Regions from separate parts of the Zea mays genome. Here region 2 is linked to region 1. Evidence: chromatin contacts called from public Hi-C data. All regions are on one chromosome and are shown on one strand. Each heading gives the region's core, a stretch centred on a gene start, on an enhancer-like site or on the middle of the called end of the contact. The rest is flanking DNA. Distances are from core to core; before and after follow the strand shown. Region 1 holds the start of LOC100285091 (endoglucanase 1). Region 2 has its middle 150 kb from the start of LOC100285091.

Region 1 (7,039 bases), core at 4,273-6,772:
AAAATTAAGTGCAAATTTAAACTCATATTAACCCTGTAATTTGGTCATATCATCATGTGATGGAGTTATTTAATGAGATCATTTTGTATTGCATAATCTTTCTTTCTTTCCAAATCCTATAATTTCTTTTAGATCTTAAATTCCCATTTGGGTATTAATATATGTCCTTTCACATTATTCTATGTTGTCACAAAATGCACAAAAAAAATAAAATACCAGCATGATGCATGTATTATTTGAGTGTCTTTTGTTAACTATTTATTTGTTTAAATGTGATTTTCACATGAAATGATAAATATAGGTAACACACATATATGTAAGGGACAACTAATTATCCTTTTACACTTTCTTACAATTTGAGTATTACAGGGGCTTGTTGTACTTCCCCCTCCTTTGCTTGAGGATTTGGCGGAAGCTCTTGATGATGAGCGCCATTTTCTCGTTGTCGAGCTTGGAGGGGTCGATTGGAAGCCTACTTGATGTAGACTCCTCTTCTTCCGTTGCTTTGAATGCAATGGGTTGCACCTCGGGTGTGGAGGTGGCGCCTTGCTCCAAGTTAACAATGTGTTTGGAGTCTTTGATGATTAGTTCAAAGCTCAAAAACTTGCCAATAACCTCCTCGGGAGACATTAGTTTATATCTAGGATCCCCACGTATTAATTGAACTTGAGTAGGATTACGAAATACGAGGGATCTAAGAATAACCTTGACCATTTCATGGTCATCCCACTTGGTGCTCCTGAGGTCAAGACCTTGGTTTACCATGGTCTTGAGCCAGTTGTACATGCCTTGCGACTCTTCTTCTTTGTTGAGGACGAATCGACCGAGTTCTCCCTTGATCGTTTCGCGCTTGGTGAACTTGGTCACCTCGTCCCCTTCGTGCACGGTTTTGAGGATGTCCCAAATTTCCTTGGCGCTCTTTAACCCTTGCACCTTATTATACTCCTCTTGACATAGAGGCAAGGCGTATAGAAGTTGCTTGGGAGTTAAAGTGCCGTATTTGGGCAGCCTCGTCTGAGTCGTAGTCCTTGTCCCCCACCTTGGGTACCTACGCTCCAAACTCAACAATATCCCAAATGCTTTCGTGGAGTGAGGTTAGATGGTGCCTCATTTTATCACTCCACATACAATAATCTTCACCATCAAAATATGGTGGTTTGCATAGGGGTACGGAAAGTAATGGAGCGCGCTTTGAAATACGAGGATAGTGTAGGGGCATCTTACTATACTTCTTGCGCTCATGGCGCTTATAAGTAGTGGACGATTTAGAGCTTGATGTGGAGGGTGACAAAGAGTCAGTCTCGTAGTAGACCACCTTCTTCATCATCTTCTTCTTGTCACCTCTGCGATGTGACTTGATGGAGGAAGATGATTCCTCCTTGTGTTTGTTGCTGGACTCCCTTGAGAGAGTCCTCCCTGAGCTTGCGGCCTTTTCGTCGGTCATGATCTCCCTCTTGGCGTGATCTCCAGACATCACTTTGAGTTGGTTAGACTCTTAATGAAGCACTGCCTCTGATACCAATTAAAAGTTGCCTAGAGGGGGGTGAATAGGCGAAACCCGAAATTTATAAACTTGAACGCACACTAAGGTCAGGGGTTAGCGTTAGAATTAAATTCAAGTCCAAAATAATATCTCTCTTGCTAGGAGTTGCTCAAGGATTGCGGATAACGTATGGGAGCCAACTCAAATTCACACTAGCAAGGAAACGTTAGAGAGGGGAAAACATATCAAACAAGAATCAAGGCGAGTGAACATGATGATTTGTTTTACCAAGGTTTGGTTCCAAAGAACCTAGTCCCCGTTGAGGAGGTCAAAAAGACAGGGTCTATTTCAACCCTTTCCCTCTCTCAAACGGTCACTTAGACCTAGTGAGCCTTTTCCTTAATCTCTCGGGTCACTTAGACCCCGCAAGGACCACCACACACTTAGGTGTCTCTTGCTTCGATTACAAGTCACTTGAGAAATATAAGGGAAAAGAAAAAGGCCAATCCAAGCGACAAGAACACAACACACACTCTCTCAAGTCCCTAACGGAATTGAGTTGATTTGGTGGCTTGGAGAGGATTTGATCTATTGAATGTGTCTTGGAGTGGAGTCTTTTGCTCTTGTATTGAATGTGGTGTTTAGAACACTTGGATCGATATGAATGAGGTGGTTGGGGGTATTTATAGCCCCCAACCATTTCCATAGCTGTTGGTGAAGACTGCTGGCGATGGGCGCACCGGACAGTCCGGTGCGCCACCGGACAGCCACTGTGCACTGTCCGGTGCGCGCGACGTCAGCGCAACCGTTAGGGTTCGGAGCTGGTCGACCGTTGGAGCCTTTGTCGTCTTGCTGCACCGGACAGTTCGGTGCCCTCTGACTTTGCTGTTCTGACTTATACCGTGGTACTGTTGCTAACTGTAGCTTTTGTAGAGTCGACCATTGGCGCAGAGAGTCGTTGCTCCGCTGGCTCACCAAACAGTCCGGTGAATTATAGCAGAGCGTGTCTCCATTTTCCTGAGAATGGCTGGTTTAAGTCTGTACGGTCCTAGTGCACCGGACAGTCCGATGCACCATCTTTCAGCACACTCAAGGTTGCTCCGATTTTTGATTGAGTCCCTAACTTGATTTCTTTCTTGGTTTGTGTTGAATCTTATGCACCTATAATACATGAATTCTAGACAAACTAGTTAGTCCACTTGTTTGTGTTGGTCATCAACCACCAAAATTAATTATAGGAAATGGTAAGCCCTATTTCCCTTTCAATCATCCACACAAGCATCTTCTCCAACTCAGGATGAAAAGCAAGCTCAAGAAGATGGGGAACAAGTTGAAGATAATGAGCAAGCTCAAGATGGGAGCATACATCAAGGGGAGAAGAAGAACAAAATAAGAAGTATGGCTAAGGGATACAAGCAACAAGGCCACCACATCCAAGAGTCCATCAAGCGATTCAGAGAGACCACCCAGTCAACATGATCCTTGGTGATATACAAAAGTGGTAACCACTCGCTCTAGAATTACAATTTTCTATGAAAATTACTCTTTTGTGTCTTCTCTTGAGCTTTTCAGGATTGTAGACACATTAAAGGATCTAGACTGGGTGGTGGTCATGCAAGAGGAGCTCAACAACTTTAAAAGAAATGAGGTTTGACACCACGTCCTAACCAAAATATTGTAGGAAGCAAATGGGTATTCCGTAATAAACATGATGAACATGGAGTGGCGACAAGGAACAAAGCCCAACTTGTGGCCAAAGGGTACTCACAAGTCGAAGGCTTGGATTTTTATGTAACCTTTGCACGTGTAGCTAGACTTGAGCCAAGTTGTATTTTATTAGCCTATGCTGCTTACTAGGATTTCAAGTTGTTTTTAATGGATGTGAAAAGTGCATTGCACAATGGGCTAATCTAGGAAGAAGTATATGTTGAGCATCTCTCGGCTTTGAAGATGATAAGTATCACTCTCATGTATTTAAGCTCAAAAAGGCGCTCTATGAGCTCAAGCAAGCACTAATAGCATGGTATGTGTTGGTCACTTGTTTTCAATTGCTATGAACTTGGCATAGGATAACACGAAGAAGCTTCGAAGGCTAAGTAAAACGAAGCTAAGGCATTTCAAAAGGTGAATTTATGTAGGACACTATTCATCTGTTTATAGGGAAGTTGAACAACTTCGTAGAAAATTACAAACATGCCCATAAGATTTACACACATGATTTATAAATGATATAGGGACATTGTCCTCTTTTCTCTTTCTTTCTTGCTGCGCAAGTATTGGACTTCTTCTTCGTTAGCTTATGTTCGAAGCTTTTCTCCATGATGAAGCTATTAGCTTCGACTCGTACCTTCGTCGCTTGTGTATACATACGACACTTTCACTACACGTTGCTTCGGCTGAAAGCCAACTTCGTCCAACCTTCATTATACACCTGAAACACATCTAATTATGCAGGAGTACATGTGTTTTGAGGACCTTCGGCAAGGTAGGCCCCCAACAGCTTCGATCCCCAATTTCCCGTGGGGTTTCTTCTATTATTGGATGGGGATGGGGAAGTTTATTTCCCTACGGGGATGTTAATGAGGAAAAGTTCTGGCCCAACGGGTAAACGGGGGTGGGAATGCCCCATTTCCTTCGGGACCCGTTAAACTTACATGTTGTGATATTTTCATGTAACAATTAATGATGAAATAAATAATTACCTTGTCAAGAGATCACTTACTGTATAAATATGTTTATTTTGATGTACACATAATGATTTTTTTACATCTGACAATGTGTATAAGTGACAATGTTTTACATTAATCTATACTACTCTATTAATTACCTAATGTGGGCACACCATAGCTTCACCCTCGCTATGTCCAGCATCCGCAAAAATAGTGTAGAACAAGCACTTGAACCCACACCCCTATATACTACAAAAATTTGGGCTAACCACCAGACCACACGTAACTTAGTATTTATAAATAAACAATAATTATATTTGTAGCCTATGCATCGCTCCCCACGCTTATCTGTCTCGTGGTAACGCATTGGCATATAACTAGTAACAAAATAAGCACGTTCTAATTATAACTTAAGAGGGGATGGAGATCCCCGACAGAGATGGAGAAAAATATTCTCTGAAAGCGTTCGTGGGGATTTTGGTGAGAATTTTTTTTTGTTGCGGAACCAGGACGAGGATCTAAAACCCGACGGAAAATACACATTTGCCATCTCTACACCAGATCGATAAAACTATCTCCTATATCATTTCTATTCTATCTTTTATCGAATCTACTATTTCCAACTCTACTCAACACTAATAAAAAACAGCACCCATGATCCTGATCCGCTGGAGACAACCGGGCCTACCTTTTGTTCGTGCGCTCGGGGTCCCTGAGCAACGAAAGAGCGGGATCTTGTGCCGCTCAAATTAAAAAATCGGAAAAGTGCTCCTCCTGTGGCTTAACGGCCGGCGGTGATGGCTGCACGGTTCCCTCGTCTGCAAAGTTATTGCTGTGGTGGGCCAAGCTCCTTGAGCTAACCGTCTGCCTCTTCCCATTTCCGAGCTCTGCTTCCATTAACAAAAACCAATTCGCCGCCTTGAGAAACCAAAGCCTGACCGTGCTTGATTTCTTGGCAATGGCGATTTCCTCGGCAGCCACAATGGACAAAAGCTGAAGCACGTCGCGCATTTGCATTCTGCAGGGAGCCAGGGAGGCATCTATCTTATCCCACCCATTTTTTCCCCGTTTTCATGCGCCGAAATGGGCTTAAAAAAAGCAAAACCTGTTCTTTCTGCCACTGACGACATGGATACCATTTCCTTGACGAAGCGGCTGACCCTGTCACCCATGCTCGCTCACTGGCGCATGCCAGCCAGTCGCCATGCCCATGTCCATGTGAAGGAGCTCAGAGGGCTCTCGGGGCACGCGTCCATGGCGGGAGAAAAGTAATGGCCGTTCTAAAACCGAAAAAGGAAACGACAATAAATATACGGCGGAAAACAGTCCCGCGCGCCTTTAAAAGCAGCGCTCGGGTGGCCACTTGTGCCAAGCGAGGAGGCAGTGCGGAGACGGGAGCCAGTGGCCAGTGACAGTGAGCGGCGACGTTCCAGTGTCCACTGTCCAGTAGGCGAGCGAGGAGGTGGTCCATTGGCCGGCCATGGCTCGTCTCCGCTGCGTCTTCGTCGTCTTCGTCCTGCTCTCGTCTGCCCTCCGCCTTCCAGGCGACGCCATTGCCTCCCGGGGGCACCATGGCCCCGCCGCACACGACTACAGGGACGCGCTCGTCAAGTCCATCCTCTTCTTCGAGGGCCAGCGGTCGGGCAAGCTGCCGCCGTCGCAGCGCGTGTCCTGGCGCAGGGACTCGGGACTCTCCGACGGTCACTCCGCCAAGGTAAGTACTCCCTAGCGTGGAGGTTATGTCACCGGACGGCCTCTCTGCTTTCAGTCCTGTTTTATCTGTTGATGGCCGGCGTTCTTGTTGAATGTGTGGCGGGCAGGTGGACCTGGTGGGCGGGTACCACGACGCTGGTGACAACGTCAAGTTCGGGTTCCCGATGGCGTTCAGCATGACGATGCTGGCGTGGAGCGTGGTGGAGTTTGGCGGCCTCATGAAGTCGGAGCTGCAGCACGCCAGGGACGCCGTCCGCTGGGGCGCCGACTACCTGCTCAAGGCCACGGCGCACCCGGACACCATCTACGTCCAGGCAAGTGGAGTTGTTGCCTTCCTGTTCCTGCTCCTGTTCCTCATCGAGCGAGTCATGGTCAAACTCACTAGCTAGTAGTACAAGCAGCACAGCACGAAAGGCTGCTTCCTTTTTCACAACCAATGGAAATATGAAATGTTAGTACTTGCACGGTTAACACCATCGCCATGTGGGCCAAGCAAGCACTGCTGGTGTTGCGTCTACACATTGGTGGCAGTGGGGGCGCACCGCAAGCTGATCTGATCGATCTCCGCACTCCCTTCTGTGGTCATCACAGGTCGGTGACGCGACCAAGGACCACGCGTGCTGGGAGCGGCCGGAGGACATGGACACCCCCAGGACGGTGTACAAGGTGGACCGTGGCACCCCGGGATCCGACGTCGCCGCCGAGACTGCCGCGGCTCTCGCCGCCGCCTCCCTCGTCTTCCGCAAGTCCGACCCGGCCTACGCCAGCCGCCTTGTCGCCAGGGCCAAGAGGGTGTTCGAGTTCGCGGACAAGCACCGCGGCTCCTACAGCACCGGGCTGGCGGCGGACGTGTGCCCGTACTACTGCTCCTACTCCGGGTACCAGGACGAGCTGCTGTGGGGCGCGGCGTGGCTCCACCGCGCCACCAAGAGCCCCTCTTACCTGAGCTACATCCAGACGAACGGGCAGGTGCTGGGCGCGGACGAGTCGGACAACACGTTCGGGTGGGACAACAAGCACGCGGGCGCGCGGGTGCTCATCTCCAAGTCGTTCCTGGTGCAGCGCCTGGGCGCGCTCCACGAGTACAAGGGCCACGCCGACGGCTTCATTTGCTCCATGGTGCCCGGCACGGCCACGGACCAGACGCAGTACACCCGGGGCGGGCTGCTGTTCA
Region 2 (6,727 bases), core at 95-2,594, 150 kb after region 1:
CAGCCATGATTTAATTAGAAATTTATTATCAAAGGAAGTTTGTTTTTTAACTAGTCGTGTGCACTAGTTAATTTAGTTCATGTCGTATGTTTAACTTCTCTTTGCTAGCCGATTAATAGTACTTAGTATGTTTTTGTCATGATATATGTTTATACACTGTTGCCCCCTCGTCTATGCAATTTTGCAAAGGGGATGCTGCCGAAATTTTATATATAGATGGCAGAAGTGTTGTTTAGTAGCATTCTGGGTGTTTGTGGACCCTCGGGGTGTTACAAATGTACCGGCATCTCACTAGTAAAATACGGTTACACAGAAAACGTTTGAGTCAATCTAATCCGCATAGGAGAACGCGATACGTGCAGTACGGTATTGGATAAATAACTCACAAAGGCTGTCCATCCTCCCAAAACCAGGAGGTAAATTTGAAGAATGTTCATGGTGCCGCGGCGCCATCCTTCCCGCCAATATTTGTTCGAGGAGTGTGCGCGCCTGACAGCATGGTCAGCCGTGTGTTTGACCCTGACGGAGCACGTTGGTCGCCTCGTAACTCGGCGCAGAGGCGGGCCTTGCCCTCGCGTGGCGTGCACGTGCATACTACCACATGACAGATGACACGAGAGCTGCTTCAGTGCAGCTGGTCGCCAGCCAGCCTGTGAGCTCATCAGAATGCGTTTGATGGATCACCTGTAGCTTAAATAATGGACAAGATAGATTCGTGTTACTAGCAAAGCAAATGCCAAGGCGCATCAGTAAGCATTTGGCTGTCACGACGCTACGTACGCAAAATATATTACTGCTAGTACACTTGTAGGGCGTGTCGCTAACTAGACCTGTTCCATGGGGCCGTTGTACTGTACCTGTTCGTGCTGAGAAAGCCACATGCATGCGTAGCACCAAGGTCGTCGTCAGGCTCGGTAGGCTGGTGCAGCAACAGGGCGCCTCCTGCGGTCCTGCCTCTCTCTGCCTGCGATGCGAGTCGCAAAGGGAAAAAGCTTTGGCCCTTCCACAGAAACGGCCACGCCGCCCGCACTAACATTGCATGCGACGAGCTAGCCTACGACTAGCGGCAAAGCGGCACCGAAAGCGAAGCTCATTGTTGTGATTTGTGAACGCAGAGACAATGTGTGATCCGTATACCGTATTGTACGCTTATATAGCAGTACTAACATTGTAACACGCCTTTGATCACCTATTTCGCGGCATTGTACATAACCACCAGCAGAATAGCGATCTATAGATGTTCATGCATGTCGAGGTATGACAGCACGGTTTTAAGCCTGGTATGACTCAGAGTCTTATCCCGGTACGAAGGAGCGTGCTGGTCCGGCCAACAACGGCATACACGATGACTGCTCTGGAAACGAGCCGGGTAGGTGTGGCTCGCTCAGTGGTCGAGCTTGGCTCGGCTCGCCTCGCCTTGCCTACTCACCGACCTTTAAAAGGAGGCTCGGCTCGCGAGCTACACTTTAAAAACTAACATCATATTATATAGTTAATTAATGGTCTATAAACATAAAATAAATAATCATAACACGACATTACAAGTAATCTAAATTATAATTGTTATATACATACACCATTAAAGACTAAGAAACGAGTCAGATATCTATAAATTAACCAATATCCATCATTATTGTGTAGGTTGATTATTTTTGTGCAGCTCGTGAGCCGGCTCGCGAGCCCGAGCGGCTTCGCTCGGCTCGTTGCCTCAACGAGCTCGAAAACCTGGCTCACTCGCGACTCACGAGCTTCGAGCTTTTTTCCAGCCCTAGCTCTGCTAGACAGCAACGGCCAACGACTCTCTCCTATTGGCTCAGTCCCTCACCTTGTATATATATAACTGGTTGTCACGTCTATTCCACTCCTACCCAAAGTTTGGTAGAGTTCCGCTCCATGATTATCTAACTCAGAGACCTGATTCTGTAATAGAGTGATTTCGAGTGATTCTCTACCGGAAGTAAATCTATTTGACGAAAACCGTTTGACAAATAGGTTGTGAATTAATTCTTGAGGGATTAGAGAGTGAGGAGTAGGTTGGGAGCGGTGGAAAGCATATTTTTTGCTCGCACTTTCTAGTACAATATAATATAGAGACTAGATTCACTCCACTCCCACAACGGAGCAGTTTAGATTTTTATCGTTTAACTCGGCATAAGTGATTCTCGCTGGGAGCAGAGTCGTGAGAGCTCTCCTAAACACCCCCTAAATCACTTCCCCCAACAACTCTCTGCTCTCCTTGGTGTCGCCTCACACAGTGGACCTTAATTTGTTCAAATCCCTCACCTTCTATTCGATTTCAATGACCTTAATCTGTTCAATTTGAAGCTAAGGATGTCCACTCTCGAAAGTTTAATTTAGATATGGATGTTACCTTATGCTAAGACACTTGATTACATATAGGCGTATATTTTATATGTGCATTAATTCTCATTATATCTGAAAATCATTAGTACACGTTGCTCAGAAGATACTAGAGTTCCCGGAACTCTTCCAAGACTCCATTATTGTTCTATGTGTTCACTAGGTTCATGCCCGTGCGTTGCCGCGGGAGTGAAAAATTAGTATGAAACATATATACGAAACAACAAACATCACTTGGGTGGTAAGGTGGAACCTCGGCGTCAACCTCATCTGGGCGTCACGGGGAGACTCACCGCCGCTCGGCGACGCCATCGCTAGTGATGGTGCCTCGTGGTCGGGAACGACAGTGGATGCTGCGGGTCCAAATCCGGACCTGAGGCCGATGTCGGCGTTGCGGGGGTGGCAGTGAGGTGGAACCTCAGCGTCAGCTTCATCTAGGCGTCGTCGAGCTTGTGGACGAGTGTCTGGCGAGATGACACTCGATCGTGAGTTGTTGGCCGGTTAGGTTAGTGAGGAAAGCTCCCACCAATTATTGGAATCAATCGCCATTCAGCAGTGGTGGCTATGGGAGAAACCGATGCAACCTTATCTAGGCGGGCACCCTCCTTACGGGTGGAGTACCACGAGTCCACGACGTGAGAAGCGGGCGGTAGTCTGTTGTGGAGTGGGCGGGTGGGATGCAACAACTGACATGGCATGGAGGTTGCGGATGGCGTGAAGACGCGAAGGGTGCGGGAGGCGACATGGGTGTTGGTGAGCGTGTGCGGGCCTGGGGAGGGTGGAGTCATGGTCTGCTTGTGTACGGTAGGGGTGAGTTGGTGTGCGTTTTGGTGTGAGTGTGTGCATACATGAACATATACTACAACTGTACTTGTAAGTGAGAGGTAATAAAAAGCCATTGCGTTGCTTGGGAGACTTGTCGCCAACTATACACTGCTGGGGCTGGGGTTGTTTCTGCGCTTAAACTCAACTACCGCTTCTACGTGCATGTAGATGTTGCTAATTGTTGCCGGACTATCGAGCCACCAGGTGTACCAAACTGAAGCTAGTTGTGTTGGGCTTGGGCCTCCAATGCAAGGCCGCCATGCTTAGGCCTCGAGATCGGAATGACCAATAGAGGATGCGACGGGCTGCATATCTGCCAGTGGGGTCTGGGGAGGGTGAAGTCGTGGTAGTGCCATGGTCTACAGTATTGCCTTAATAGATAGTAGAGACTTGTTCCACACCATATTCTAGAGATTCATTCTCATTTGCATGCATGTAAAAATGATCAAAGTCTAAGAACTGTTGTATTTCCTATGGAACTTAAATTGTTCAAGTACTAGTAGGATATACCTTTGTTGACATTGTTTGCGACAGTAAAACATAAAAAATCAGATACAAAAAATATATGTCCATACCCCTATAATACTGACTCTTCTATGTTGTTACTGAATATTGTTTATATTACCAATTCTTATAACTTGAAAAAAATAGTTACTGACTGCCTATTATATACTGCTATAAAGTAGATTGTTACCCCATTCGAATGTATATTACTAACTGTTGATCGTTGTTACTGAATATTCGACGTTGTTACTAACTATGCTTGTAAAACAAATTAAAAAAAACTATATTCGACGTTGCTACTGAATGTTCAACTTTACTACTGAATATTCAACATTGATACTTACTATACTCATAAAACAAATCTAGGCACCAAAAAATCTATGACAAATATTACCGTTGTTCGACGTTATTATTGAATAGTCGAGGTTATTACTGACTATACACTACAGGGTTATCCTATAAATATCTGCTTACTGACTATTCACCATTATTACTGAATGATACACATATTACTGACTCGATAATATATTAACAGATAACCCTACAGAGAATGTTTCACTTAAAAAAATAGTATGCATAAATCTAGTACTAACTAGTACTCACCCTCTCCGCCCCTTTCCAATGTAAAAATGCTCTTTGAATAAACTGCATTAAAAATCAAAAACGATTTCAATGGGGGTGGAGGAAAACCATACCTGAAGCACCCTGCAGTATCCACGCCGCAGCAACAACTGTAGAACGAATTTCCGATCGGTACACACAAAGTGTGAAACCCTAGAAGCGATGAAAAAGGAGGCACGCAAATGCTATAACTGACTGCACAATGAAAAAGGAGGTACACAGTAATGAGGTGCTCTCCAACTGCTGTGAATAACACAACGCTTACATTGTCGAACATGCTAAAGGAAAGGATAAAGGATTTGGGTTTGGTTTGTTGCTGATAATGAATATAGAAGGCCTTGAAGATAGGGTGTTGGTGGCATATCTACTTTCAAGTGTACATGATAATCCTTTGCACATTGAAGTTGGTGGCCACTTGTTGCCGATAACAGCTCAAGTTGTCCACCTCATCTCTGGTTTGCCAAGGGGTAATCCAAAATTCCTCGAGCTTGGCTACTACGAGATGACCAGTGCCAAAAGCAGATTCAGTTCAAAAAGTAAATAAAACACTATTTATGTTTGCACATTGTTTTCGATATATCATAATAATGTATCATTCAAAATATCCATTTAAAAGGACATATTGCGAGTCAAAAGGCATGGCTGATATATTTAGAGCCGACCGTTCAAAGGGCATGTCTTCTTTCAAGAGGCTGAGCACGAAGAAGTCCTCCAGTGGGTTGTTTAAGGGAGGACCAATGACCATCAGAAATATGATGATGACTAGATTTTATAGTACTTTTGCTGCTTGTAAACAACTCACTTCTTTTTCCTATAGCGATTCTTAATATCTCCAGAGAGGATTATGCCCCCATTGAAGACATGAACCTATCAAAGGAATATGAATGGTGTCAGGCCATATGTGACGATTTGAAGTCCAAGGCAGAAAAGTTCAGGACTACCCGATTAGGAAAATCGTCGACATCCACTATCTAAGGATGCATTCTTTTCGTGTTGATCATATTTTTTATGTTTTACTATTGTTTTTTGTTTGTATCATTTTTTACTCTTATGGTGTCAAATAAGTTTTTTCGATGGCGATCATGAGTGTTCAAAATATTTTATCCCGGTTTACTATCTCGACAATCTGGATGCGGTATTGCACGACCATATGGAACACCTCGCTGGAGCGTGTTAACCAGGAGTCTAATTAAAAGGATTGAAGATCTCGACATAAAGTCGATTAGTGCCGGCAAATCAACCTACAGGAACCTTCATGTAAGTGTAGTCTGATTTTTTATAGTCTCAGTAATAGTTAGTAGTGGCAGTGATACTCACTACCTAGATTCAGTAATAGTTTTTGGTGGTATTCTGAACAATTATGTATCAAGTTTTATAGTTTTAATAATAGTTAATAGTGGCTGTAATACTCCCTACCTAGTCTCAGTAATAGCTAGCAGTAGTGATCTGAATAATTGTGTTTCAAGTTTTATAGTCTCAGTAATAGTTAGCCATGACAGTAACACTTGCTACCTAGTCTTATAAAATATTTCTACTGTGGTAGTAATACTCACTACTTACTCTCAGTAATAGTTAATATTATTCCAAATAATTATGCATTAAGTTTTTATAGTCTCAGTAATAGTTAGTAGTGGCAGTAATACTCACTACCTACTCTCAGTAATAGTTAGTAGTGGTGCTCTGACTAATTATATATCTAGTTTTATAGTCTCAATAATAGTTAGCAGTGTAGTAATACTTACTACCTAGTCTTAGTAATATTTTAGTAGTGACAGTAATACTCACTACCTACTCTCAATATTAGTTAGTAGTGGTATTTTGAACAGCTATGCATCAAGTTTCATAGTATGAGTAATAGTCAGTAGTGGCAGTAATTGTATTTTTTCAGTTTTTCACGATTGCTTTTTTCATAGTGTGTTTTTATACAAGCTTTTCTTATATTGTTTATTTCGTGCAAATTAATAGTTTAGGGATGTTGAGAAGACAATATACTCTACCAGCCGTGATCCTGGGCTTATTGATGTTAGGGCACCACAACCTGCTATTGTATGTGTTGCGCGTGGTGTTTTGACCAGATTTATTAGAGGAACTCGTGGTAAAATTTGTCGAAAGGCTGCTACAAATAGGGGCATGAGACCAACAACGACTACAGATAGAAGGCAACCGTCTAGATTATCTGATACAGACCGAGCCAAAAATACCACTCACCTAGGTCGGAGGCACAAACGCCACCTCCACAAGAAGTAGATCAGTCGCCACCCCCAGAAGGTTGCGAACCACTGAAGGATGCACAAACCTCCAGCAATATGACAGTGCTCCTGCATCACTAGAGGAGGAAGCTCAAACGGAACAGGCTACCACAGGTGAACCTATTGAATTTGTTGTAGCAGAGCCACTACCAGAACACGTCGTACAG

Evidence for each region. Hi-C and Micro-C count contacts between places; a contact is called where the count stands out from the background.
Region 2: a Hi-C map of ear shows a contact between it and region 1, with 2.3 times the contacts expected there. The contact joins the enhancer-like site here to the promoter of LOC100285091 in region 1. A contact is called at or near these places in 2 of 25 Hi-C or Micro-C datasets (ear and tassel).

Annotation. Positions count from the first base shown.
Region 1 is chr8:35,947,324-35,954,362 of Zm-B73-REFERENCE-NAM-5.0, forward strand. LOC100285091 (endoglucanase 1) reads left to right here and starts at 5,523. Exons shown (of 3, transcript NM_001157986.1): 1 at 5,523-5,866; 2 at 5,973-6,179; 3 at 6,457-7,039. The coding sequence starts at 5,633.
Region 2 is chr8:36,100,572-36,107,298 of Zm-B73-REFERENCE-NAM-5.0, forward strand. No RefSeq gene overlaps it. Among protein-coding and RNA genes, the nearest start is that of LOC100285091, 150 kb to the left of the region's middle. Within about 2 kb of position 1,345, at least 9 of the 20 cell types and tissues checked have an H3K27ac peak or open chromatin away from gene starts, as enhancers often do. A contact at or near this core is called in ear and tassel, where this site is marked.